Linked DNA regions of Hordeum vulgare: region 2 is linked to region 1. Evidence: chromatin contacts called from public Hi-C data. All regions are on one chromosome and are shown on one strand. The core of a region is the stretch at or near the end of the contact, and the rest is flanking DNA. Distances in the headings are between cores, read along the strand shown.

The links. A called contact is a pair of places that touch in the nucleus more often than the background predicts.
Region 2: a Hi-C map of seedling shows a contact between it and region 1, with 3 times the contacts expected there. The contact joins the promoter of LOC123451980 here to the promoter of LOC123451973 in region 1. A contact is called at or near these places in 2 of 6 Hi-C or Micro-C datasets (leaf and seedling).

What each region holds. Positions count from the first base shown.
Region 1 is chr5H:515,223,116-515,229,643 of MorexV3_pseudomolecules_assembly, reverse strand. LOC123451973 (NADPH--cytochrome P450 reductase 3-like) reads left to right here and starts at 2,891. Exons shown (of 18, transcript XM_045128544.1): 1 at 2,891-3,321; 2 at 3,429-3,488; 3 at 3,612-3,688; 4 at 3,920-3,977; 5 at 4,074-4,157; 6 at 4,263-4,299; 7 at 4,560-4,629; 8 at 4,807-5,001; 9 at 5,090-5,182; 10 at 5,285-5,510; 11 at 5,605-5,688; 12 at 5,769-5,920; 13 at 6,005-6,101. The coding sequence starts at 2,989.
Region 2 is chr5H:515,434,593-515,440,988 of MorexV3_pseudomolecules_assembly, reverse strand. It overlaps LOC123451980 (mediator of RNA polymerase II transcription subunit 8), which reads right to left and starts at 5,109. Exons shown (of 12, transcript XM_045128553.1): 1 at 4,874-5,109; 2 at 4,580-4,704; 3 at 4,029-4,153; 4 at 3,755-3,938; 5 at 3,546-3,653; 6 at 3,317-3,384; 7 at 2,762-3,007; 8 at 2,532-2,579; 9 at 2,219-2,425; 10 at 1,946-2,008; 11 at 1,700-1,757; 12 at 546-1,207. The coding sequence starts at 5,094. The coding sequence ends at 927. LOC123451986 reads left to right here. Exons shown (of 4, transcript XM_045128558.1): 4 at 1-141. It overlaps LOC123451981 (noroxomaritidine synthase 2-like), which reads left to right. Exons shown (of 1, transcript XM_045128554.1): 1 at 1-141.

The sequences.
Region 1 (6,528 bases), core at 1,642-4,141:
TTTCCAATGATTAAGAAAGTTTCTGTCATTTCATGGAACGTTTGAGGGCTCGGCAGACACAAAAAATGCACTGATGTGAAAGCAACCCTTTCCCTCCAAAACTGCTCCATCCTTTGCTTACAAGAATCAAAGCTCCAAGACATTTCTTGTTTCAAAGCTATCTCCTTCCTCCCTTCAAATCTTCGCAACTTCCACTACATACCGGCTACTGGAACTGCTAGTGGCATTGTCACTGCTTGGGATGACAGCCTGCTTTTCTGCTCCAAGTTTCTTGCGTCAGATTTCTTTCTAACATGCTGGTTCGAATCACGGCTTGATGACACCAAGTTCGTGATCACAAATGTCTATGGCCCATGCGACTGTGCATCTAAGCCCACCTTTCTCCAGTCTCTGCTTGATCTTAAGCACCAAATTGATGGACCTTGGTCTATTATTGGGGACTTCAACATCACCCTGAGGCCTTCCGATAAATCCACTAGCAACTTCAATCAATCTGAAGCAAATCTTTTCTCCTCTACCATCAACTCTCTTCAGCTGCAAGACATGCCTCTCCTCGATAGGCGATTCACTTGGTCAAATCAGCAGCAAACTCCGATCCTGGTTAGGCTCGATAGGGCCTTCGCAAACGTCCCCTAGGTCTCAAAGTTTCCAGACACGTCGCTCTCATCGATAACTAGGACAACATCCGACCACGTTCCGCTGCTCCTTTCGGCGGCTACGTCTATCCCGAAATCTTCTATCTTTCGTCTTGACAGATCGCTTCTCAAATACCCTGTGTTTCTTGATAGAGTTGCGACAAACTGGATGAGTGTTGGGCCTTCCCACGCGCATCTTGGATCTGCATGCGCTATTGCGCTTAAGCTCAAACGTACAAGGAACATGGCCAAGAAATGGATGTCCGGTCGCAGATCTCCTCAAACGATTGTCTTAAACTGTCACGCCACAATCAACTTTCTTGACAAAATCGAGGAAGCCAGGGTGTTGTCCGCTCTGGAGTCTAGTCTAAGGACTCCAGTCAAGCTCTCGCTGCATCGACACAATGCCACCTTGGCCGCTCATTGGAGACAAAGGGCTAAGATTAAGGATTGCGTTATGGGTGATGAGAACTCGGCATACTTCCACATATGTGCCTCCATTCGTCACCGCAAGAACCAAATTAAAACTCTAGAGGTCAACGGAATCACTTTCAGTACCCACCGTGACAAAGAAACTGTTCTATGCAGTTTCTTCAAAAGCCTAGTCGGTTCAAACCCCGCTGTCTACACCTCTTTTGATCTTCATGCCTTGCTTCTCCCAAGCTCTATCCCATCATCGGAGGCCTCATTTCTTGCTCGCCCTTTTTCCCTTGAAGAAATCAGAGACGCCCTCTGGGCTATGAAAGACGACGCCAGCCCAGGGCTAGATGGTTTCGGCTCTGCCTTTTTCAAGGCAAACTGGTCCCTCGTCAAACATGACTTACAAAACCTCCTTAATGATTTCCACAATGATCAGGCAGACCTTAAGCGCCTTAATAATGCTTACATTGTTCTTCTTCCGAAAAAAGGGACGCCTTCAAACCAGAAAACTATAGGCCTGTCTTGTTACAGAATTGTACGGTCAAGTTAATCGCCAAGTGCCTTGCAATTCGTGCGAAGCCTCTCATTCACAACATCATCCACCATGAGCAAACGAGGTTCATCCAGGGTCGTGGTATCGTTGATAACTTTGTCCATGCGGCTGACATTGTCCAAACTTGTTTCAAACGCCGCCTCCCGGCCGTGGTGATTAAGCTTGACTTCCACAAGGCCTTTGACTCAGTATCCTGGGTTGCCTTGAACTCGATTCTGTGTGCAAAAGGGTTCCCCCTATCTTGGTGCCGCTGGGTGGATGAGCTAAACTCTTCGGCCAGCTCGGCTGTTATCCTCAACGGAAAGCCAGGGCCTTGGTTTCAATGCAGACAAGGTCTGAGACAAGGCGATCCATTCTCTCCCTACCTGTTCATTCTCGTCGCAGATGTTCTTATGCGCCTTATCATCCAGGCATCTGAGAATGGTCTCCTTTCTCATCCAATCTCGAGCGATCTGCCTTGTACTGTCTTGCAATATGCTGATGATACCTTAATTGTGCTTCCTCCGGACGGAAATCAAGTGCGGACCCTTAAGCTCATCCTTGATCAATTTTCCGAGGCCACCGGTCTCTCCATCAACTTTCACAAGAGCACTTTTGCCCCTATTCACGTTGATCGTGATCTCTCTTCCGAGCTTGCTAACATTCTCGGCTGCCCTGTGGCATCCTTCCCTCAGTCCTACCTTGGTTTGCCCCTATCTACCTTGGCTTTCTCATAATCATGTATCATCTCATAGTGTTTTTTTAGGGTTTTGAATCGTGCACTTTGGTACGAGAGGGCCCCAAGCATCCGTGACAAAAAAAAAAAGAGAGCGCATTTTTCTCTTCTCAAAGGAGAATTACGACCAAGTGGGCAGCTTGGCAAGCTACCCGAAAACAATCGGGATTTTTAAGAAAAAATAGAATTACGACGCCCCGTGACTGCAGACGCGTGGGACCAGGCCCCGGGCGTCCGTGATGACAAAAGGAGAAGAACAGCGTGTCAAATCCTTCCGTGATAAAATTCCACGGTCAAGCAGGCGACGCTGAAGCGTTCATCCTCCCCCGCCGCGACTGCGAGTAGGTGGGGTGGGGGTTGCCGCTGCCTCGCCTTCAAAGGCACCGTAGAGGTTGGTGGAAGGAACTTTCCAGCCCCCGGTCCGAACCTGCGGCCTCCCTCGGCCGCGCGTGTCACCGCGCCGCACCGCAAACCAGACCCGAGTTGACCGCCCCGCACCGCACCGCACCGCCACCAACCCCCCACCCGAGCTTAATAAAAACTCCCAGCCCCGTTCCGACGCGACAAACACAATTTACACACAAACACAAACCGCCTACGTCCACCAGCGGCACCGTTTCCCCTCACGCACGCACGCACGCCTCGATCCCATCGAACAGGCCGCCATGGACTCCGCCGCGGGGATGAGGGAATCGGCGCTGGACCTGCTGGCGGCGCTGCTGACGGGCCGGGCCCCGGCGGCGGCCGCCGACGGGGACGGGGGCCAGAGCCGCCGCCTGCTCGCGCTGCTCGCCACCTCCCTCGCCGTGCTCGTCGGCTGCGGCGTCGCGCTGCTCTTCCGCCGCTCCTCCTCTGGCGCCGCGCCGCTCGCCCGCCAGGCGGCCGCGGCCAAGCCCCTCGCCGCGAAGAAGGACCAGGAGCCCGACCCCGACGACGGCCGCCAGCGGGTCGCCCTCTTCTTCGGCACCCAGACCGGCACCGCCGAGGGCTTCGCCAAGGTACGCGCGCTCCTCGTCTCCGCGCCCCGCGCTCTCTCTGCCCTCGTGCCCCCCTTCCTCCTCCCCACCCGTGCAACAATCTGAACTCCTTGCTCCGCTCCTGCCAGGCGCTCGCGGAGGAAGCCAAGGCGCGGTACGACAAGGCCGTCTTCAAGGTGCTCGATCTGGTACGATCTCACAACCTCGCCGCCGCCGCCGACGCTACTTCTTCTTCTTCTTCTTCTTATTAAAGCTCCTCCTCCTCCCCACCCCTCGTCTCATAAGATAAGATTGATTTTGTCGGGATACAGGACGACTACGCCGCCGAGGACGAGGAGTACGAGGAGAAGCTCAAGAAGGAGAACATCGCCTTCTTCTTCCTGGCAACGTAAGGACCACCGCTGCCAATTTCCATCCGTAACTCTTACCGAATCCATTACAACACTAGCGGATTGCTTGCTTATTGCACCTGTTAAGCAAGGACCTCATGAATATTTATTTATGCAGAGACAATTGCTAATCAAACCAGCACTTACTATAGCTGGGGCCTGGGGGCAACCTTTTTTTTTGATCTAAACAGCTAAATTGCTGCTAATGGGTGTCGTTGTCGCTGTTGTAGGTACGGGGATGGTGAGCCAACCGACAATGCTGCCAGATTCTACAAATGGTTCTCTGAGGTTTGATTACCGACCTAGTAGTTTTGGGGGGTGCAGCTCTGAGCGTGCTTTTCTCGTGGTTGGTATTGATGGCTTCTTTGTTTGGTCGGACTACAGGGGAACGAGAGGGGCGAGTGGTTGAGCAACCTCCAGTACGGGGTGTTTGCTCTTGGGAATAGGCAGTACGAGCATTTCAACAAGGTCTGCCCCCCTGCCCTCTAAATCCATCTGATTGCATATATGCACTCTTACTTGTGACTTGTAAACTTACCTGCTCTTTTGCTTTCAAATGTTTCTCAACTAAAGGTCGGAAAGGAGGTTGATCAGCTCCTTGCCGAACAAGGTAAGCAAAAGCAGAATGAATGACCAATTCAATTTATCGTTGCTCAGTTCATCTAAATTTCAAATATTATGACACACTGTTCTTTTGAGAAATTATATAACTAAATAGGCCTGTAATGGTTTTGCCCTGTATAATTAGTTTTTGAGTTAGATGTTGTGAATCCTCTGGAACATGACTCCATCGTTACATGTTTTTTTCTAGTTTTGTTGTCCCCTTTGTCATCTGCTACTGGCTAACTTTTGTCGGTGATGTTTCTCCAGGTGGAAAGCGCATAGTTCCTGTTGGCCTTGGAGATGACGATCAATGCATTGAGGATGACTTCAACGCCTGGTATGTACTGCGATGAGCTTAACCTCGATCTGAACTTTTCAAACCAGGACAGTTGGTAGCCTTTCATTTTATCGGCTTTGTGCATGGTGGTCCTGTTTCTGCACATATCTTGATCTCAACTTTAGACCTTGAGAGTCTTACAAATCGAACGCTAACGGTTTGTTTGTTCGGCTACAGGAAGGAACTACTGTGGCCAGAATTGGACAAACTGCTCCGCGTTGAAGATAATTCTTCAGCAGCACAATCTCCTTACACAGCTGCTATTCCGCAATATAGAATTGTGCTTACCAAACCAGAGGATGCCACACATATCAACAAGTCTTTCAGTCTTAGCAATGGTCATGTCGTCTATGACAGTCAACATCCTTGCAGGTATGCCCTTCTTGCTTTTATGTGACTGGGTGCAAAACTTCTTTTCTTTTTACTATATGAGCGAACTCTGACCACACTTCTTTTCCAGGGCAAATGTGGCTGTGCGACGGGAGCTTCACACACCAGCTTCTGACCGGTCCTGCATTCATTTGGAGTTTGATATTGCAGGAACTAGCCTCACGTAAGCATACTGAAAAATGTAGCTCTATCAGTTTTAGGAGGTAATAACTAGTTTATGTGATTGTTCGTTAGACAGCTGATTATTCCTCATTTTTCATTCCAGATATGAGACTGGAGATCATGTTGGTGTGTACGCAGAAAATTCAACCGAGACTGTAGAGGAGGCAGAAAAGCTATTAGATTATTCGCCAGATACTTATTTCTCAATTTATGCTGACCAAGAGGATGGCACTCCACTTTTTGGGGGCTCTTTGCCACCTCCTTTCCCTCCCTGTACCGTGAGGGTTGCACTTGCCAGATATGCCGATCTGTTGAATTCACCTAAGAAGGTGAATATCCCTTTTTTTTGTGCGTATTTGTTCTCTCGCCGCATCCTATGTTTGTATCCATAAATATTTTCATTTTATTGATGGGCTGCTGCAGAGTGTTTTACTTGCTTTGGCTGCTCATGCATCTGATCCCAAAGAGGCCGAGCGGCTAAGACATCTAGCATCCCCTGCTGGAAAGGTTTGTTTGTAATCTAGGGCAAGTTCATACTCTCCGATAATAGTGTCATCTTTCTCACACGCATGAATTTCATTGGTCAGAAAGAATATTCTCAGTGGATAATCGCTAGTCAAAGAAGTCTCTTGGAAGTTATTTCGGAGTTTCCATCAGCGAAACCTCCGCTTGGTGTCTTCTTTGCAGCTATTGCTCCTCGCCTTCAGCCGAGATACTACTCAATATCTTCCTCACCAAGGTATCTTGTCTTTGAAATTAGTTCCCTATGTAACATAAGCACATTGATTAGTCAGTCAAGATTCACGATATCATATCATTGCAGAATGGCACCAACAAGAATTCATGTAACATGTTCACTAGTTCATGGGCAAAGCCCCACTGGAAGGATCCATAAAGGAGTTTGTTCCACTTGGATGAAGGTATACTCCTGTCTCTTCATAGTCACAGGGCAGAACTTTATTTCTATAACATAGTTACAAGCATGGAAACTTTTTGACCTTTGGCAAGATAATTGAACTTGTCCCCTATTGCTCACTTTGATGTTTGAACTCAATCCCATTTGCTCTATCTATCCTGAACATGTCGAGTCAACCCCTCTAGAACTCGTTAAATCACACATATTTTCCCTGGTTTAATGATGTTGGACTGAAATTTCTAGTTCTGTCTACTGGCCTTTCTCTGTATGTTTAGGTGAACGACTAATCATCTTTTATTACTCATTCTCAACATTTTTGATGTGATCTTCCCCTGTGTGTCTGTGTAAATTAATTTGATGGATGGTATCATAGAGTTCATTGCATTCAATGACGTAACCTTGCACTACTCTCTTTAAAATATCTGCCAGTG
Region 2 (6,396 bases), core at 3,860-6,359, 210 kb before region 1:
TCTGCTTCTCCTCGGCCAGTAGGTGCCGAGTTTGGAGATATTATAACTAACTACGTAAGCTTATTCATGGAAGCTTTTTGTAATTCGTTCATTGTGATGTTCCATTTGTCCTTGTGCCAAGTTTGGAGATGTTATAACTAACTATGTGAATGTGTGATATGCCGGTCGACATCTGGGAGCGAACAAGATCCGCAGCCTCGTGAAGCTGCTGCTGCCCGCGCATATGCATCGCAGCATCGAGATATACTTACAGCTGAATAATAATTATCTGAGAAAAGCACTAGTCCAGTTTGATGCCTGGCACTCTATTGTGTGCTATGTTGTTTGAAGTTTTAACAATTGTGTAGAGCTTGATACACAATAGCTGTTGGTTCATGTCTACAGCTTGCGCTTTTTTCTGTATTCAACAGCTGTGGATGTGAAGGAAGACTCTAGCCAACAGTATTCAGATGCCAAGAGGCCATTAGGTTTGCACCAATCAACATATCACCAGCTCTTGTGTGATTACAAAGAAAACAAATCCCAGCCATTTAACAGCAACCATCTGAAACTCAAGAATTGTCCTGGATCTGAGTTCGGGACTTCAGGTTATATTTAAGACTGAAGAATGAGCGTCCATACATACTTATCCGACCACGCCATAGTTTGCAACGAATTCCAGCCCGCAGGCTACTCTAGTCGATACATCTAGCTTCGATTTACAACGATGGCGACCAATCATGACCACTTGAACGTGCACAGCCACTGGACGCAAGCAAAACCAATGGTGAATCGTTGGTAGCCCGTGGTCATAACTGCACACAGGGAGAAACCAACGAAACGATGCGTCGTCAGGGGTAACATCGTCCAGCCAATACTGCCTCGACTCTGGCCAGGAACCGTGTCTCGCTTTGGCAACACTCGGTTAGTCAGCCCGCTTGAATGAATCATTGCTGGTTTTGCTGCCTCTGCTGGGAGAAGTTCGGGTTCGGCATCTGATTCTGCAGCTGGTTTTGCATCTGGTTTTGCATCTGGTTCTGCTGCTGGTTCTGAAGGCCCACCATGCCCTGCTGCTGCTGGTTCTGAAGGCCCACCATGCCCTGCTGCTGCAGGCTCTGACCGCCTCCTTGCATGTTCCCATATAGCCCTTGCTGCTGCTGCTGCTGCTGTTGCTGTTGCATTTGCATTCCCATCATGCTCGTGGTATTTGCGCCTCCCATACTGTACACTGGAGCAAGCGATAGAGGAGAATTACTTGCTCAGAAAGTATATTTAAAATTAAACTGCATTAGGGAGGGTCAAGGAGGATTTCATCGCAAACTAAAATGACACAGAAAGGACACAAAGCACACAGTTATGAATCATGTGACTTAAAGCTTTTCGCCTGCACCACTATCTCAAACAACTACAGAGCTAGATACCTGCACAGAAGAAAACCAAATATATCTGCAATAGCAGTGCATCTAACTTTTCTTAGGGACAACCGTTTTTTGTAAATACATGCTGGATTATGCTCCAAATTTAACTGAACAATAGTTAATTAATGTATGTTTTCTTCTGAACTGTGACTATATAACACCAGCTATTTTTCCTAGCAGTAGTCCAATGTGCATATCTTGTGTGTTCAGCTTCAGCGCCAACCATGCCAGGGATGGCACAAGTACACTATATAGCTATACAGAAAACTACGAATGCCTAAAAGAGGATGAACGGTACATACTTTGGTCGGTCATCATTTGATGACTCCTCTGAGGATGCCCACCAGTCAAACCAAACTGCTGAACAATCATAAGAAAACAATATTATGATTTATAAATGCAAGAAAGGATATAGTATATGTGCAAAGAACAAGTCACATCAGAAGAAAAAATGGAGAATTATAAATGCAGTGCACTATAGTGTTTCAACAAAAACATTTGCAGCCAATTCGACTTGGTGATCAATAACGAACAAGAAACGCATTTACCTGCATTTGCGGCATCATTGACTGTGACTGCATTGTTTGCATAGTCCCAGGTATGTTTGCCATCTAAAATGCACACAAAAAAGGCAGTTCAATCAGCACAGGAATATGTTCAAAATATCCAGAAGAAAACCTGACAACTGAACAAACTTGAATCTTTCTTCATGAGCTCATGAATGTACGTGAGTACATCCATATAGAGTATAATTATCCTTCTCGAACAACAATCTTAGAATTTTTACACAACTTATACTAAAAAGAAAGGTGTTATCTAACCATTTGTGAGTTTGAAGATGCTTGTGCAGCAGTAAACATTGCACTGTTTGCAGCTCCAGTGAACTGGCCCAGATGGCTTCTCAACTGATTTCCTTGGTTCAATTGGCTCTGAGACATGCCTGGCTGCATGCGTGCCTGCATCTGCCTATTCTGAAACTGTGACAAGGCTTGTGCTTGGCTGTACTGCATCTGCTGTTGGCCAGAGACCTACAGAAGGTTTTCAACAGCAAGTTATGAGCTTTGTGAAACTAAAAACAATTATATTTCCATGTCTAGAAAATATAGAAGTGGTCAACGGTAAAATTGCCTGTACTTTTTGTTGAGCTTGCCCCTGTAGATCTTGTAACTGAGGAACCGAGCTCTACAAGAAAATTGTAGATTTAGTGAGCACCAAAAAGTACCATGTTGGGGTAAATAGTGTAGAATATTTGCAAGACAGCAGTAGAAAATCATAAGAAATACGGTCAGGAAACCTATAACATTGTTGCCAATGCCACAAGCGCAACAAAACCTCTTTAGAACTGAAAGGGAAAGTTACCTTACCTGTGCTAGCATCCCAGCAGCTGATGGCCTCAGCTGCTGCTGCTGTTGCTGAGATGCTTGCATCAGCTTTTGCCTCTGCTGCTGTGGTGTCAGATGTTGCTGCGGTGAAGGGGTATTCATCATATTGGTGCCTGACCTAGGGGAGTTAGCATATGGCATTGGAGGAGTAGACACATTTTCAAAATTAGGGGTTCCGGCAGTTCCAGGCGATGGAGCAGATCTGCCAAGTAATTGTCCTCCAGATGCCTGCATGAAGCAGTATGAAGGTAACACATCCGATGACTAACATAAAGAGATCAGACGTATCATTGAATTCAGGCCAGTATTGCTATCATCAATCCTCAAAAAAAAAAGGTGCTCTAACAAACAATTAATACAGTGCACAATAATAGGGACTGACATCATATGATAATGATAAACCACTAAACAGGAAAACAACAGCTCGCAGGGAACATTACTGGCATGCAACAAAAAAGGAACTATGAGCAATAAGATGGATTCCGATTTCAATATATTGACAACTCCCATGAATGCTAATACTGATGCTACACAAACCTGCATTGGATTTCCCTGGGCGTTGACATTATTAGGTGAAAATGCTGGTGTATTTTTGGGATAGGCACCTGCAAATATAAATAGCTGTTAGATGCTGATACTGGAGCGCTTCCTGGCACACGCGTTTAACGCAAAAGGTTATGATGCACTTGATGTCAGCTAACCATGGCATCAAAAAATCCTAATAGAGCACGAAAAAATGTGCAGATATCACACGATCTAATCTTACCAGAATTATCACCAAAATTATGAGCCCCGTCTCCAGTAGCAAGTACTTCCATTAGATGGCTAGGAAGAGATGAATGCATCTGCCTCTGGTCTCCCGATACCCGCAATCCTGAGAGTCAGGCTATTTCAGCATTGAGGTTCCATAACAAAAATAGGAGACGCACATGAGCTATTAATTTGGAAGTCCTATAGGCATCAATATGTTTTCACCTTCACCATAATTTACTGCCGCTCTAAGTAGACTTTCCTGCTCCTGTATCTTTGCAGCTTGTGCCTTGTCCAACATAGGACCAAGATTTGCCCCCTGACGGGCTCCTAGACCATAACTCTTGCGGCACTCGGCAATTACTCTCTCAGCAGTTTCACACGCACTCGCAATCATCTCTATCCGAGCCTGAAAGAGCAGCAAATCCAATTTTATATAGCAGACAACCAACAGATCAATCAATAAGTGAAACAGGTTTGTATTTTCCGCATCAAGCACCTTTAACTTTTCCATTTGAGAAGGCACAGGTAGATTCGTTATTCCAGATAACAACTGTTCCCTCTTTGTAGTTTCCTCGACTTCCATCTCCGGTAAGAGCTTTGAGGACAGCATCACAGGCAGTACTGCAATACTCATACAGGTCAAACAGGAAAAATGATGTGATACTAGTAGCAAACGAAACAACTGTATGCATCGGAAAAAGTAAGACGGGACAACTAAATTGCAACGCATCAGAACAACCTATAGAAATGAAAAATAGCATTTTGGTAGTTGATTTGGTACTGATTTCTGTCACACTTATCTATCCCTGAAAAAAACTTACAACAACAACACCAGTATATGAAACTAGACAGGGTACTTCATATCAGATTCATGCCTAATTGAAACCGGTATATCTGAATCCATTCACAGAAACATCATGCACCGCGCTTAGGTCACCATGACTACAGAACAATTTTACTAGACACAAAGAGGAAAAGATATCACATGGCACATATATAATATCTAACTGAAAAAATATATTAGAAAATTCAGAGGAGCTCGCTCACTTGCAGCGTTCTCGGCGTTGACGTTCCTGGGGTACACGACGAACCCCTTGTTCACCTTCTTGATGTCCTCCACGATGTTGAAGAGCTCCATGCTCACCATGGAGAACTGCCCGAGCACGTCCTGCCTGCCAGCCACCATACCATACCATTCAGCAAGCAATCAATCGTGCATCAGTACAGTAACTAGCACACACCCGCCGGAGGATCCACCGAAACCCTAGGTGGGGGCTCCACCCCAGGCGGCGGCGGCGAGCAATGGGCGGAGGGGAAGGGAGGGGATGGGTGAGCCCGTACCACTTGGGGGAGGCGCTGGGGTTGACGCGGCCGATGGCGTCGAAGTCCTCGAGGATGCGGGAGATGGCCTTGTAGAGCCCCACCGCGCGCGCCCGCATGCCCTCCAGGTTCAACTGGTTGTGCACCTCCGCGTTCAGCCGCTCCGCCCGGGGAGCCGCCGGTTGCTGCTGCTGCTGCTGCCCTCCCGCCGCGGCGCCCGGTGCCGCCGCCGCCGCGTCCATCGCCGGAGTTGGGGGATTGCGGTGGGGCGGAGGAGGAAGGGGGGAAGCGAGGTTGAATCGGAGGGTGTTCGGATCGCCGGCGTCTGACAGGTGGGGACGATCCACTCGAACACTCAGCGGTCAGCTCCTCCTGACAGGTGGGGTCAAAAAAAATGCTTTCTTCAAGATTTAAAATAAGAAGTTTTGAACTCTGAGATGAACTGAAATTCCAAAATGCATCATTTTTCAATACATCTATCTATATCTATACCTACTAATAAAGCACATATTGCTTCTATCGTACGTCATTAAATTTGTTCCTAAAGTTCGCCAAAATTATCCACCAATACACCCGTAAGTGACAAAAACAATTCGTTTTTTGAACTTTGATTCGGCTCTTTCTTTCTAATTCTAAATTATGTTGTTCCGTATTTTATCACAAGCACATGGCTAGCCCAACTGGTTGGATGCGCGCTGTCCCACCCTGGAGACCCAAGTTTGATCCCGTACAACCCTTTTTGTTCTTCTATTTCGCACTTTTTCTACTTTTTTCCTTTCTCTTTTGCCTTTATTTCGATAAGCTTTGCACAAATGTTAATCATAGATTAAAGAAATGTCAAATTTGTAGACAAAAAAGTTCTTTTATATAAAAAAAATTGTACAGTGCGTATGGACAATAAATAATATATATATTTTTTATTTTGAAAAATATTGATCATGTATTTAAAAAAATTTAAATATGCATAGAAAAATGTTTCCGATGTATAGTCACTGCTCCTTCTCCCCTTAACACCGATGTAGGTCGGAATTCGCCTCCGAAACAACTAGGGGGTATGATGCTAACAAGGTGCTCGACGAAATTCCTCACCTGTTTTTTATGTGATGAAGAGTTTCAGAGTTTCCTGATAATGTAGCGGTTCGTACATACTTTTGCAGATGAGTTCGCTTTCTGAGATGTTTTTCGACAACTTATCATAGGATGTTGATGTCAATTTTGAGATGAAAACGATGTTGTATGCGGATATGATGTCAAATAAAAGGTTGAAGCATGGTGGCTCAATGTCCGAGCATGTGGTAGTTCGCTCGAATAAGCAAGTCGACCATGATAAGCTTATGTAGGGTTATTTTGGAGAGAATCCAATGTCTGCCCATAACATTGTCACGAAAGGTTACAAATGTGGAGGGGTTTGTTCATGTCACGGAAACTATTCTTTTAACTCGATCATAAAATATTTTTTGTAAACCTCTACACGTACCTGCCTGGTTAACTACATGCGCTCTCACAGCATCCTCCCATGAAGGATTTTATATCGTTGGGTCATC